2 separate regions of the Mus musculus genome follow, and region 1 is linked to region 2. The links are chromatin contacts, called in public promoter capture Hi-C maps. All regions are on one chromosome and are shown on one strand. The core of a region is the stretch at or near the end of the contact, and the rest is flanking DNA. Distances in the headings are between cores, read along the strand shown. Region 1 holds the start of Rnase10 (ribonuclease, RNase A family, 10 (non-active)). Region 2 holds the start of Ttc5 (tetratricopeptide repeat domain 5).

The links. Promoter capture Hi-C pulls out the DNA fragments that hold promoters and counts their contacts.
Region 1: a contact with region 2 is called in a promoter capture Hi-C map of liver, with 2.1 times the contacts expected there. The contact joins the promoter of Rnase10 here to the promoter of Ttc5 in region 2. A contact is called at or near these places in 6 of 39 promoter capture datasets (the C10 cell line, hippocampal neurons, liver and 2 more), 5 of 484 Hi-C or Micro-C datasets (bone marrow-derived macrophages, cerebral cortex, extraembryonic endoderm stem cells and 2 more), 2 of 115 datasets of contacts at active chromatin or transcription factors (bone marrow-derived macrophages and microglia) and 3 of 9 other capture datasets (adipose tissue, liver and macrophages).

What each region holds. Positions count from the first base shown.
Region 1 is chr14:51,006,388-51,011,706 of GRCm38.p6, reverse strand. Rnase10 (ribonuclease, RNase A family, 10 (non-active)) reads right to left here and starts at 3,778. Exons shown (of 2, transcript NM_029145.3): 1 at 3,635-3,778; 2 at 949-2,434. The coding sequence starts at 3,740. The coding sequence ends at 1,803.
Region 2 is chr14:50,783,986-50,789,660 of GRCm38.p6, reverse strand. Ttc5 (tetratricopeptide repeat domain 5) reads left to right here and starts at 4,141. Exons shown (of 10, transcript NM_001080949.2): 1 at 4,141-4,223. The coding sequence starts at 4,173. Ccnb1ip1 (cyclin B1 interacting protein 1) reads left to right here. Exons shown (of 4, transcript NM_001111119.1): 4 at 1-412.

The DNA of each region.
Region 1 (5,319 bases), core at 2,529-5,028, 220 kb before region 2:
TACTCGGGGCCCCACGGTCCTCTACCCCTATGTGGTGTATGACTGTGGGCCCGAAAGCACTCTTGAAATAAAAGTCCTCTTGCAGTTTGCATCAAGACCATTTCTTGTGAGTGATTTAGGGTGTTGCCTCTCCTGAGTCAGAACATGGGGGAGTCCTCACATTGTGGGTCTTTCAATAGCAATCATGTAAGAGCCTGGGAAGAGTGACCCCAGGGGGTCCCCCCAGCTGGGTCTAGGGCAACAATGATGGAATATAGATTTTAGTAAGTAATAACTCAGTTATATCAGAGGGGAGGTGTTAGCCACATTGATGTTTGGGAGTAGCCCAGCCGTTGAGCTGATTAAAGCATATTAAATTTAAGTATGTGTGTGTGTCTGTGTGTCTGTGTCTGTGTCTGTTTTTCATTCAGAAGTCCAGAACATTGGGGTGGGTAGCAAGGAACTAGCATAACAGCCGCCAGGGCAAAACCCCTCACAGATATACCCAGTTTCTTGGGTTGTAGTTAATTTAGGATATAATTGAGTTGAAAACCAAATATATCCCCCCTTTCCTTCCCTCCCCCCTCCTCCCCATCTACCTTCAAACTCCCTATGTCAGATTGAGTCTATGGGTCCAACATCTTGTCCAATACAGTTGCAATACCACATGTTAGCTGACTGAGTGGCTAAAGAAATCTGGAGAAATGAGGACCCCCCCCCCCCAAAAAAGAAAGGTAAAAGAAAAGAACACAGAAAAGTATCAGACAGGAAAGAAACAAAGGGAGGCAAAGAGGAAGGTTGTGAAAGGAGAAGAGGAGGAAAGGGGTAGGAAGATGAGAAAGATGGGTCCTTATTCAAGCACTTGACTGTAGCTGTCCAGCAGCCATGGAGGAACTGGGCTACCTGAAAGGGGGCCTGGAAATGAAAAAGGATGGGGTGTGAGAGATGGATGAAGCCAAGACAAAGTTTCTGATCAAGACTCAAAGTTTAATAGTCAGCACAGCACACTGCATTTATATAGGAAAAGCCAACAGACCCATCCTTTGTTTCAGCTGGATTGAGTTGTTTTGTTTCAGCTGGATTATATTGTAAAGCAAGCTCAGCCAGCAGTATTCCTGTAGGAAATTGACTCCACCTGGGTCATTAAGGTCCAACTGTGGCAAACACTTAAGGTCTATTTAGACTGCTCAAGGCTGGGAGAAGGGCATGTTTGATCTTCAGGCCTATGCCCTACACCAACTCACAGCAGGCTCTATGATTTTCCAGGCTCAGGAAAAGAAGCCTAGCCACGTGGCTTTCCAGACACAGTCCTAGATTGAATGGCTTTAGTTGCATCTGCAGCAGAGAAGTGTGTTGCATTGTATAGGGCCCAGAAGTCTGTGATTACCACAAGTAGGTAGCATGTAGAGTCCCTATGTAAGTAGCAGGGAAGGAGGTAGATAAAGGAGGCATTAAACTCTTCTAGTCTACACCCAAGGTGTACTCAATCCAGGGATCAAGCTGATGACCATGGCTAAGGTAGGGTCTAGAGTTTGGCCTTTGTAGGACAGGGATTGAAGGTGAGAGATATCTAGGAGAAACTAAGCATTATTCTTTGCCATTTCAGACCCCCAGAACAAAAATGCAAGTTGAATGACACCTCCCCACCCCAATACAAAGAATAATTATATTTTCAGAAGTCAAAAATCAGAGATGGTCCATTCTCTCCTCCCAGGATCTTCTCTATAGTTAGCAAACCCAAGGAGGGGACAGAAGCATCAGTGAATGGAAATCCAAGAGAAGAGAGGCAACGGGCCGAAGAGAAGGGAAAGGCACAAGGTGCTTCATTTAGTCTCCAGTTGTTTCTTGTCATTGCATGTCATGAAAATGACCTTTTCGGTTATGTAAGTCAGATAGTGACAGTTGGGAGTGACTTGGCCTGGTTTGGCCAATTTGCACAATGTCAGATCAAAAGGCCGGGGACTTTTGTAACATTTGCCCCCCTTGAGGTCACAGTCAACCAGGGAACCGTTACAGACAGCTTTGACTGTGTTTGGGTCCTCATGGATGAACGTGTACTGGTTTATGCAGCTCTGATTAGGCTCCTTTATCTTGTGTGCCATCATGGTATTACAGTCCCTGACACTCAAGTCAAACTTAAGGTAGTCTTGTTTGCTCTGAAAGCGGGGCTCAGCCCTCAGCATCCTGCTTCCCCCCACTTCATCTTCACTGAGGACAGCCTCTTCTGGCCAGACAGGTTGTGCCATTTCTTTGTAGCCAAGTGCCAGACCTTCTGTGGTCCAGATGCCCTCTCCCTCTTCAGTATTCTGGGAGTCACTGGGCCAAAATTCATTCAGTGGCTGATCCTCCAGGACGGCAGCTGCCATGTGAAGGCCCAGGCCCAGCCCCAGCCCTAGGCCTAGCAACAGCAGCAACATCATGAACAACAGATGCACCAGTGTCACCTTCATTTTGCCTGAAGAAGAAGAGGAAAATGAAGGCGTGATGTAGAGATAAACTCTGGCCCCTGCCATGGTTGGCCAACGCCAGCAAAATAGACCTTGAGTACTCCACTGAATTCTCCCCGTTACTCCACCTACCTAAGGAAATGAATCTCTTTCTTGAACACTTCTTCTGCCCCTTCTCCTCACATTCCCCATTCCTGTGTGGGTCTTGAGGATTGGAAAGTGGCTAACAGAAGTGACTGTAAGCTGGTCCTTGTCTGAGTAATCAGTGAGGAAACTTGATGCCACTCCATCCTCTCTAGCCCCCGCCCACCGATTCTTAAACAGAAATTATTCTCGAATCACCAAAGAGAGTAGCTAAGCCAAATGAGTACAGAGAAATTCTTAGAGACAACCTTGCTCTAGGAAGCATTGTGTCCATTTTTATCCCAGATTTATTTTGCTTGTTATTATTACCCTTTTCCCAAAAAGGAATAAAAATGAACTGAAAGAGAAATGGGTTCGTTCTCACTCCTAAAGTAAAGCTGCAGAAATGTGCAGTCAGCCCAGGCCTCTGCTACATCTTGTCATTTGTATTTCTATTTGTGGTTAGGGAAGAAATGCAGTACGGCTTTCTCAGGCTCCAGCTATTTTGGCAGCCGCTCTTGGTTGGGGGCCATCCCAGAACTAAGGCAGGAAGATGTAGCTGAAAGGAAGTTACAGTCTTTGCAGTCAACAGCTCTGGGCTCCAAATTGTTAAACTTGTTATGAAACGTGGAAAGTGCATGCTGTGTGTGAGCAGACTCTGAAGCCGAGGACTCGGGGAAGGGCACGGTTGGCCTTCTTGCTCAACAGTCACCCAGCGCTGAGGAAATCTCACATAGAATTTATCTTGGCCAAAAACTAGCATCCATCATTACAGTGGCAATAACATTACATTGGCACAGCATGTGGAAAATACTGCAGAGTGTGCACACTGGCTGTCATTGACTCAAGTGACTCTGACGTTGTTAGAAGCTTGCCAGAGCAGACTGGTGAGATAAACCAGGAAAGATTTCCTTTAGTAAAAACTTGCCAGAGCTTGTTTTTGTTTTAAAGAAGAGGAGAGAAAGAAATTTCAAGAGAATGAAACTGAATGGGCTGTGGATGTGGCTCAGCTGCTAGAGATCTTGCCTAGAATACATGAGGCCCCGGCTTTGCTCTCTGAGGTACCCGACCCTGACGTGGCTTACCTACACTTGTAAGCAGCTTTAGATAGTCTTGGCTCTTCCTATGTCCCCAGTTCTGCTCTCCTAGAGCGTCCTTCTCTGTGAGCTGTACCCAGAAACTGCTCTCCATACAAGTAGCTATCTCCTTGTGTGCTGAGGGCTTTTAAACACAGCCGGATCTCCTGAACCCATGCCTCTCCCCTTCTTTCCTTCCCAGCACAGAATGGACACACTCAGCTAATGTGTCTTTCTGCTCCCACAAACACTTTGAAGTAAAGAAATTTAAGCAAACGACAGGAAGTATCCTCTACCTGGAAGAACTGCAGACAGTTGTATTCCATCAACTGTTCTACTCTGAGTTCCGCCCACTGACCTGTGGTTTAGAACAGTCTCACCTTGTGCCTGAGTCCCAAGCCTGATTGTCTTGTTTTCTACACATACTGCCTTCAGCCCTTTCCCATCACTTCTGGAATGGTAGTATCTGGCGTCTTGTTTTTATTTTTGTTTGCGGCACCTTTCCAATACTGCTTTTCACATTTTTGCAAGGGTAGCATGACTTCATTTGATTATTTGCAGTGGGGAAAAAAAAATCCAGATTTTGTAAATGTAGTTATTTGGCTCTTGAAAAGGAACATGAAAGCAGAACAACTCATCAATCAGCTCCTACATGTGGTGAACTAAACCAGTGAGGTCACCGTGTCCAATAGATGTTCCTTTCTCCAGCTGAAGGCTGAGCATCTGGGACTGATAAGGCACGGCACAGATCATCTCCAGATGATGACGATGATCATCTCCCGAGACGCATGCTTTCTGTAGTCATTATGCAGGAGACCCAAGTGGTGAGCTCAGAGTTCTGCTGTCTACAGGCTTTGGGGGGGGGGGGAGGTTGTTTTTGTTTTTCCTTTTGTTTGTTTGGTTTTTGGCCTTTTGAGCTACAGTTCATTCTCAAATGGTCAACAAAAGTGTAAGTAGAGACTAAAACCTCACCTTGCTCCCTGCTAAACTAACTGCATTAAGACTGGCACAAAGTCTTCTTCAGGTAAAGGAAAAGGCCTTCTTTGTAAATCACATGAAGGAGCTGCTGCGGTCTGAGGATTCAGATAGATGGTTTTACATTTTAGTTCACTTGCACAGTAGTGACCTCATGTGGCCTTCCGGACTTCTTTACCAGAGGAGGTTAGAATTATTCCCCCAGTTTTATAATAAACTTGAAGCCTTGAGATGTTCAGCGATTAGCAGAATACGGAGGGCGGGGGATGGGTTCCTGCTTTGCCAGCTGCCACCCATTGCTCCTTGTCTTTGTGAACAAAATCTCCAGAAAGAAGCTATGGCTGCAGAGACTGACTGGTTAGAAGTATAGTACTGTGGAGAGACTTACCTTATTACTTTATCTTGGACTAGTTCTAGCCTTCCAGAACTGCCATTTCTTGCCTGTATCTGTGTTGGAACTAACATCTTGTGACTACCAGAAATCTTTTGGAATCTATTGACTTAGCAGAGCACTAGCTTCTACCAGCCCCAGGATATCATCAGATAGCATCTTCCACCTGTAAAACGGCTCCTCCCATTCCACTGCCCCTGCCTCCCTGAGGTACCCACCAATGTATTTTAAATCTGCCTCGATTTCAGCCTTAATCATCCTATAAAACTACCAAGTTCATAAAACAGCTTCTACATTGGAACATGGAATTTGGGCTAACCTAAACCTG
Region 2 (5,675 bases), core at 2,892-5,391:
TGCTCACACAATCACATTGTTGCACAGATCCTGATTCAGACCAAGCTGTGTTTATGCTCATAGAAGCCTCAGTGTTATGTTTCCCTGGAGCTTTGGATTGATTCTACCGTGTTTATGTTAAATGTGTGCATTGATTTTTCTCTGCTAGTATATTTCTGTAAAAATAATGGTCTTGGAAAATGATGGCCAAAAATGATAGTCTTGGAAAATGGTGGCTTTCCATTAACATGTATTTTAACAGTCATGTATTTTCATTTGTGTTACTTTGTTTTGGAGGTGCACTTATGCCAGTGAATGAATGTGCAATTTGATGCATATGAATTGTTTATATGTAAAAATAATTTATACTGATAAAGTTATTTGTTGATTTCATTGTTATTTGTTTCAAAATAAAACTGCTTCTTTACTTTTTCTTTTTTCTTTTCTTTTTGGCTTTTTGAGACAGGGTTTCTCTGTGTAACCCTGGCTGTCTTGGAACTCACTTTGTAGACCAGGCTGGCCTTGAACTCAGAAGTCTGCCGGCCTCTGCTTCCAAAATGCTGGAATTAAAGGCGTGAGCCACCACCACCCGGCATATTTTTATTTTTAATTATCTGTGTCCCTGTGCACAAGAGTGTGAAGACTTTGGTCTCTAGCATTCTAATTACCTAATCTAAAATGCTGAATAAAGGCCATCTTTATTGAGCTGTACAGCAAATATAGTCATGAGGACCCAAGTGGTGGTGATGTACAACTTTTATCTCAGGAGACAGAGGCAAGCAGATTTCTAAGTTTGAGGCCAGCCTGGTCTACAGAGTGAATTCTAGGACAGCCAGGGCTGCACAGAGAAACCCTGTCTCAAGAACCTATACAAACCAAAAAGGACCAAGTAGCTTTTGCTTAGTCTTCTATGCAAATCTTATAAGGGAGAAAATTGTTTTTCTGGCCTTGCTTACAGAACATTGCTAAGGCTGTGAATTCAGGTGAGCCCGGAGATGCACTGGAGGTCCAGAGTGTAGTAAGACTGACTCTACAGTGTTCTCTTGGTTCAGTCAATTCTGAACAGGTTGACTATAAAGTACGAGTGGTTCCTACTTAGAAATGACCTCAAAGCACATTAACATGGTTACAGATTAGGTGAAAGATTTGTGAAGGTCAACTTTAATCAGAACTTATCAAGCCATTCCTATACTAGTGCTGCTGACTATAAGAAGGTATATTAATGCTTTTAAACAGTTTTTCTTTATCAAGTACTATTTCTGACTTATAGGGTAATTGTGCCTAGTTAGTACATTCAATTAGTGTTCCACTAGAGGGCGAACAGTAACTGGATTCCAAGGGTTTTCCCTCCACATACACCAGTGTGAGACGGAGTTAACCTTTCTAGCTTTGTTTTTGTGGAGACATTATTATTATTATTTTTCAGGCCTGAGCTTACTATGGAGATGGTCAGTGAATTTTGCCAGATAAGGACACTTGGTGACAGTCTGTTTCCAGAGGTTGGGGATGGTGGGGGCAAGACCCACAGTAGCTGTGGGTCTTAAAGGTGGCATCAATGGTGGCCTTGGCAAAGTTGTCCATGGTGGCAAGTACAGCCCCTGGTTGATGGGTAGCAGTTATCAATACTGGCCAGCAATCATGAGCTTCTTGGGGACAGGAGCAGAGACATGCCAGTGCCTCTGGGAGCAGGGATAAGATGCACCAACAGAGACACAGTGACTTGTCATCTTGCATGGCACAGTGTGGGGCTTGCCAGTCTTGCTTCCCTAGTCGCCTTTCTGCACAGGGCAGAAAGCTTGGTTGAGATGATTGCCCCTTGATGGCATTGCCTACCTCCCTGAAGCACCTAACACCAAGACCAATAAGTGAAAATACATATTTTATAGCTAGTAAAAAGATTTTAGATTATAGTTTAAGAAATATTCTTTCTATGAGATTTTTCAATTTTGTTGGAAAAATATAAGGAAATAGGCATCTTGAACAGTTTGAAATATAAGTAGGGTAAATTTGAAAAAAATTTAATTATAAACTGTCAGGAATATTATGTTTCTTAAAAAAGTTAATTTTAATTTGCATGTCAGGCTTTTCATTTTTTATGATTTCTTTTTTTTTTTTTTTACCTTATGTGCATTAGTGTTTTTGCCTGCATGCATGTATGCCTGTGTAAGTGTGTCAGATAGCTTAGAACTGGAATTATAGTCAGTTGTGGTCTGCCATGTGGGTGTTAGGAACTGAACCTGGATCCTCTGGAAAGGCAGCAAGTGCTCTTAACTACTGCACCATCTCGACTGCCCCATTGTGGGCTCTTTTAAAGGCATGAAAAAAAGCAGAGGGAATTGTAGGCTTAGATTTTTTTTTCAAAACGTACTTTAATAAGGGTCCTTAAATTCTTTAACTTCACTTCTAGCCTCCCACCCACCAGAGGTCATGCAAAAGAAAGGTTATTAGGACACGGGAAGTGGACCTGTTTAGTTTAGAAAGAGTTCTTTGGGTGATTCCAATCTTTGTTGTCAGCATTATCAGCAGTTCACTCTACTAGCAAACTACCACACACCAATCAGCAGATGCAGTTCCATCCACTCAGCAGACACCACATACGAGTTCAGCAGCTGTAGCTGGATTCAGAATAAACTGAGAGGCTCTGCTGGGTCGGTGTGGAGTCTGTGGAAATGGCAAGAAGCCGTCGGAATATCATGAGAAGTTCTTGGGTGAGTTACTCTCTGTTAAGATCAGTGAGAAGCAGAGATCAGCAAGGTGGTGCAAGGCCTAGAGCGCTATCAACTGAGACTAGCGAGGTGCAAGATGAGCCAAAGCACAAGCCTTGTCCCACTCACTGTCTGTGGGATCATATTTATATTCTTTCTCAAGTGTCTGCTTCAGCTAAACATCCTCTCACCTGTGTCTGCTTCAGCCAAACATCCTTTCACCTGTCTGCCCCAGCAAAGCATTATGACCTGAGTCTCCAGAAATTTCCACTTCAGGAAATGATCACTTTTTTTCTTTGTCTCTGCTGCACAGTCTTTTTGGAAGCATTTGGAGGTGTTTAATGTCTTTTTGCAGAGATAATTTTTTTAGCAAAGGAATTTTAAAAGTTTTAAGATTGTGGTTGGATGTGGTGATGCCTGTCTGTAATCTCAGGACTTAGAAGGCAGAGACAGGAGGAACTCCTTGAGTTCGAGGTCAGCCTGATCTACATACAGACTTTCAGACAATTGAGGTTACATAGTGAGACCGTGTCTCAAAACTTAAAAACCAGGGGTAACGAATGTCTATAATCCAAGCACTTGGAAGTGGTTGCAGGAAGATCAGGGATTCAAGGTTATTTTTGGCTACATAGCAAGTTCCAGGCCAGCTTGGGATATATCAGACTCTGTCTCAAACAAACAGAAGGTTTAAATTTTTCATTTTTGAATAGGCAATTCATGTTCAAGGTAAAAAATGGAAAATACACTGAGAAGACTTCTCAAGTCACCTGCAGTTCTCAATCCCTGTTTCTCTCTTCAGAGATGGTTTATTACAGAAATAATAAACATGAGAACATTATTAATGTACAGTATGGTGGCATGCCAGCCTCAAACATAGTAGACTTATTAGGATCATACATTAAAAAGCTAAAAATTACACGTGCAGATATCTTCAGTTGGTATATATTCAGACAAGTTCCCTTGCAGGGAGTTCTCTTCCAAATACCACCTGACATGCATACTTTCATAGTCGGCCTTGCTTTCTAAGAGTGATGTAAAAAAGGACAAGAATATACAAAACAAAACAAAAAAATGAATGGAATTAATTTAAGAACATTTTGATTCCAGAATTTGGGAAGGGAATTATAAAACTAGGAAATTTATTTATGAAACCGAAAGTGATCACAAACTCAGCAGGTGTTTGTTATCCCAGTTTGAGGGTTTGTGGCAAAAGTCCAGCCTGGACAACATAGCCACGTTGATCTACGTGGCCAATCTGATCTACTTGGTGGGTGAGATTCTGTCGCAATAAAAAGAAGCAAAACAAAACCCCAAAGCAGTTCTAGGGCATCTTTGAGACACCAAGTTCTGGATTAAGTTGGGTTGTAGCTGTGTCTCTGAGGCGCAGATGGGCCTCCGGAGCCCCAGGGGTCGCTGTGGTTTCAGCGTAGGCATGGCTGAGTCTCTGTGGTTGAAAAGTTGGGGGAGGAGACGCTGAGAGCGGCTGGGATGATGGCTGATGAAGAGGAAGAAGCGAAGCACGTCTTGCAGAAATTGCAGGTGAGGCTGTGAGTTAAAATCTTTTGGCTCCTTGCTCTGAAAGGAGGAAGTGCAGTGGTCAGGGCCCGGGCGGCGGAGTGCGGCGGTTCAGCCGGTGCTGAGGGCTGCTCGGTGGGCGCCCGGAGGGAGTCTGCCCACCGGGTTTCCTCGGTAACAAGTAGCTTTGTACGCGGAGTGGCAGGTGGCTGCCGACTGTTAACCGAGTTGTTTGTGCTCCACAGCAGCAGCCATTTCTTTAGCATCTTTCTGCATTGAACTTGGCCACACTCAGAAATAGACTGCAGAACAGATGCCCTGGTTGTTGGTTTTCGGATTTGTCGAGTTAATCTCTTAACCCCACCCACTCCCCAGGTGACTATTGTGGAAAGGCAGAGAGGAGTTTCCTTCAAGTATGCGTTTTTATTTTTGTTTTTAATAGTTAAGATTTTCTTTAAGCCTCCGAAACTTAGTTTGTGGTCGAAGACATCCTTGCATTTAAACTAGATACACTTCTAGCAATTTTGTTTGTTGTTTTGAATCAGGGTCGCCTGGAACTGGCTTTACAGGCCACGCTGGCCTCGAACTCCTAAAGATCTACTTGTCTCTGCCTCGCAGGTGGTGAGATGAAAGGCCTGAGCCACCAAATCTAACAAAATTTAAAGCATTGATTAGGTTTCTTTGTTTCTTGTGGGAGTTAAAAGAACACTCAGAACATGGACTTTGGTTAACTATTCCTTAGTGGGATTGGCAGAAGTCAGATTTTTAATCCTATCGGCAGCGAGACTTTGGATGCACTTTGTACATTTGTATGCATAGGAAAGAAATACAAAACGTTATGCAGAATGGTGTTGTCCTTGAGGCTATTTGGAGTGGCCGTGAATCACTTCCTGTTTTCACACTTTCCTATTCATTAACAACTCATTTGTGTTGCTGTTGCCACCACAGAAGTTTGTTCAGCAAAATCAAAACGACTAAAACACAACAATAACACTTTCCTTTAACTTTACAGCCATGCTCATTGCATGACAAAAAGAAACTGGCTGTGACTGTTGCTTAGAACTCTCTTAAAAATTCCACAAATTGTGTTCCACAGATCATGTTGACCATTTTATTATTATTATAGAACAGAGTAGAGCATGCTGACTTTATATATGTGCTGAAACCAGTCTCTTCAGGACCTGTTTTTCCTGGGAATAATATACATAAAGTTAAGAAATACTTATAAAGAAGGTGTCAGCTTATTGTTTTTATCAGGGTAGGACTTTACTTATGCATACGAATTTGTTAATAACATAGGCACTACATTAGTTAATTTAACCACTGTATTTAATGTGAGTTGATCATGACCCAGCCCTTGTTCTAGTGATTAAGTATAGCCCTAATCAACAAGAAATTCTTTCCATTATGGAACTTACATCAGCCATTTCAGAAAGTAATGAATGAATAGGCCATATCATTTAAAATGATAGGCAT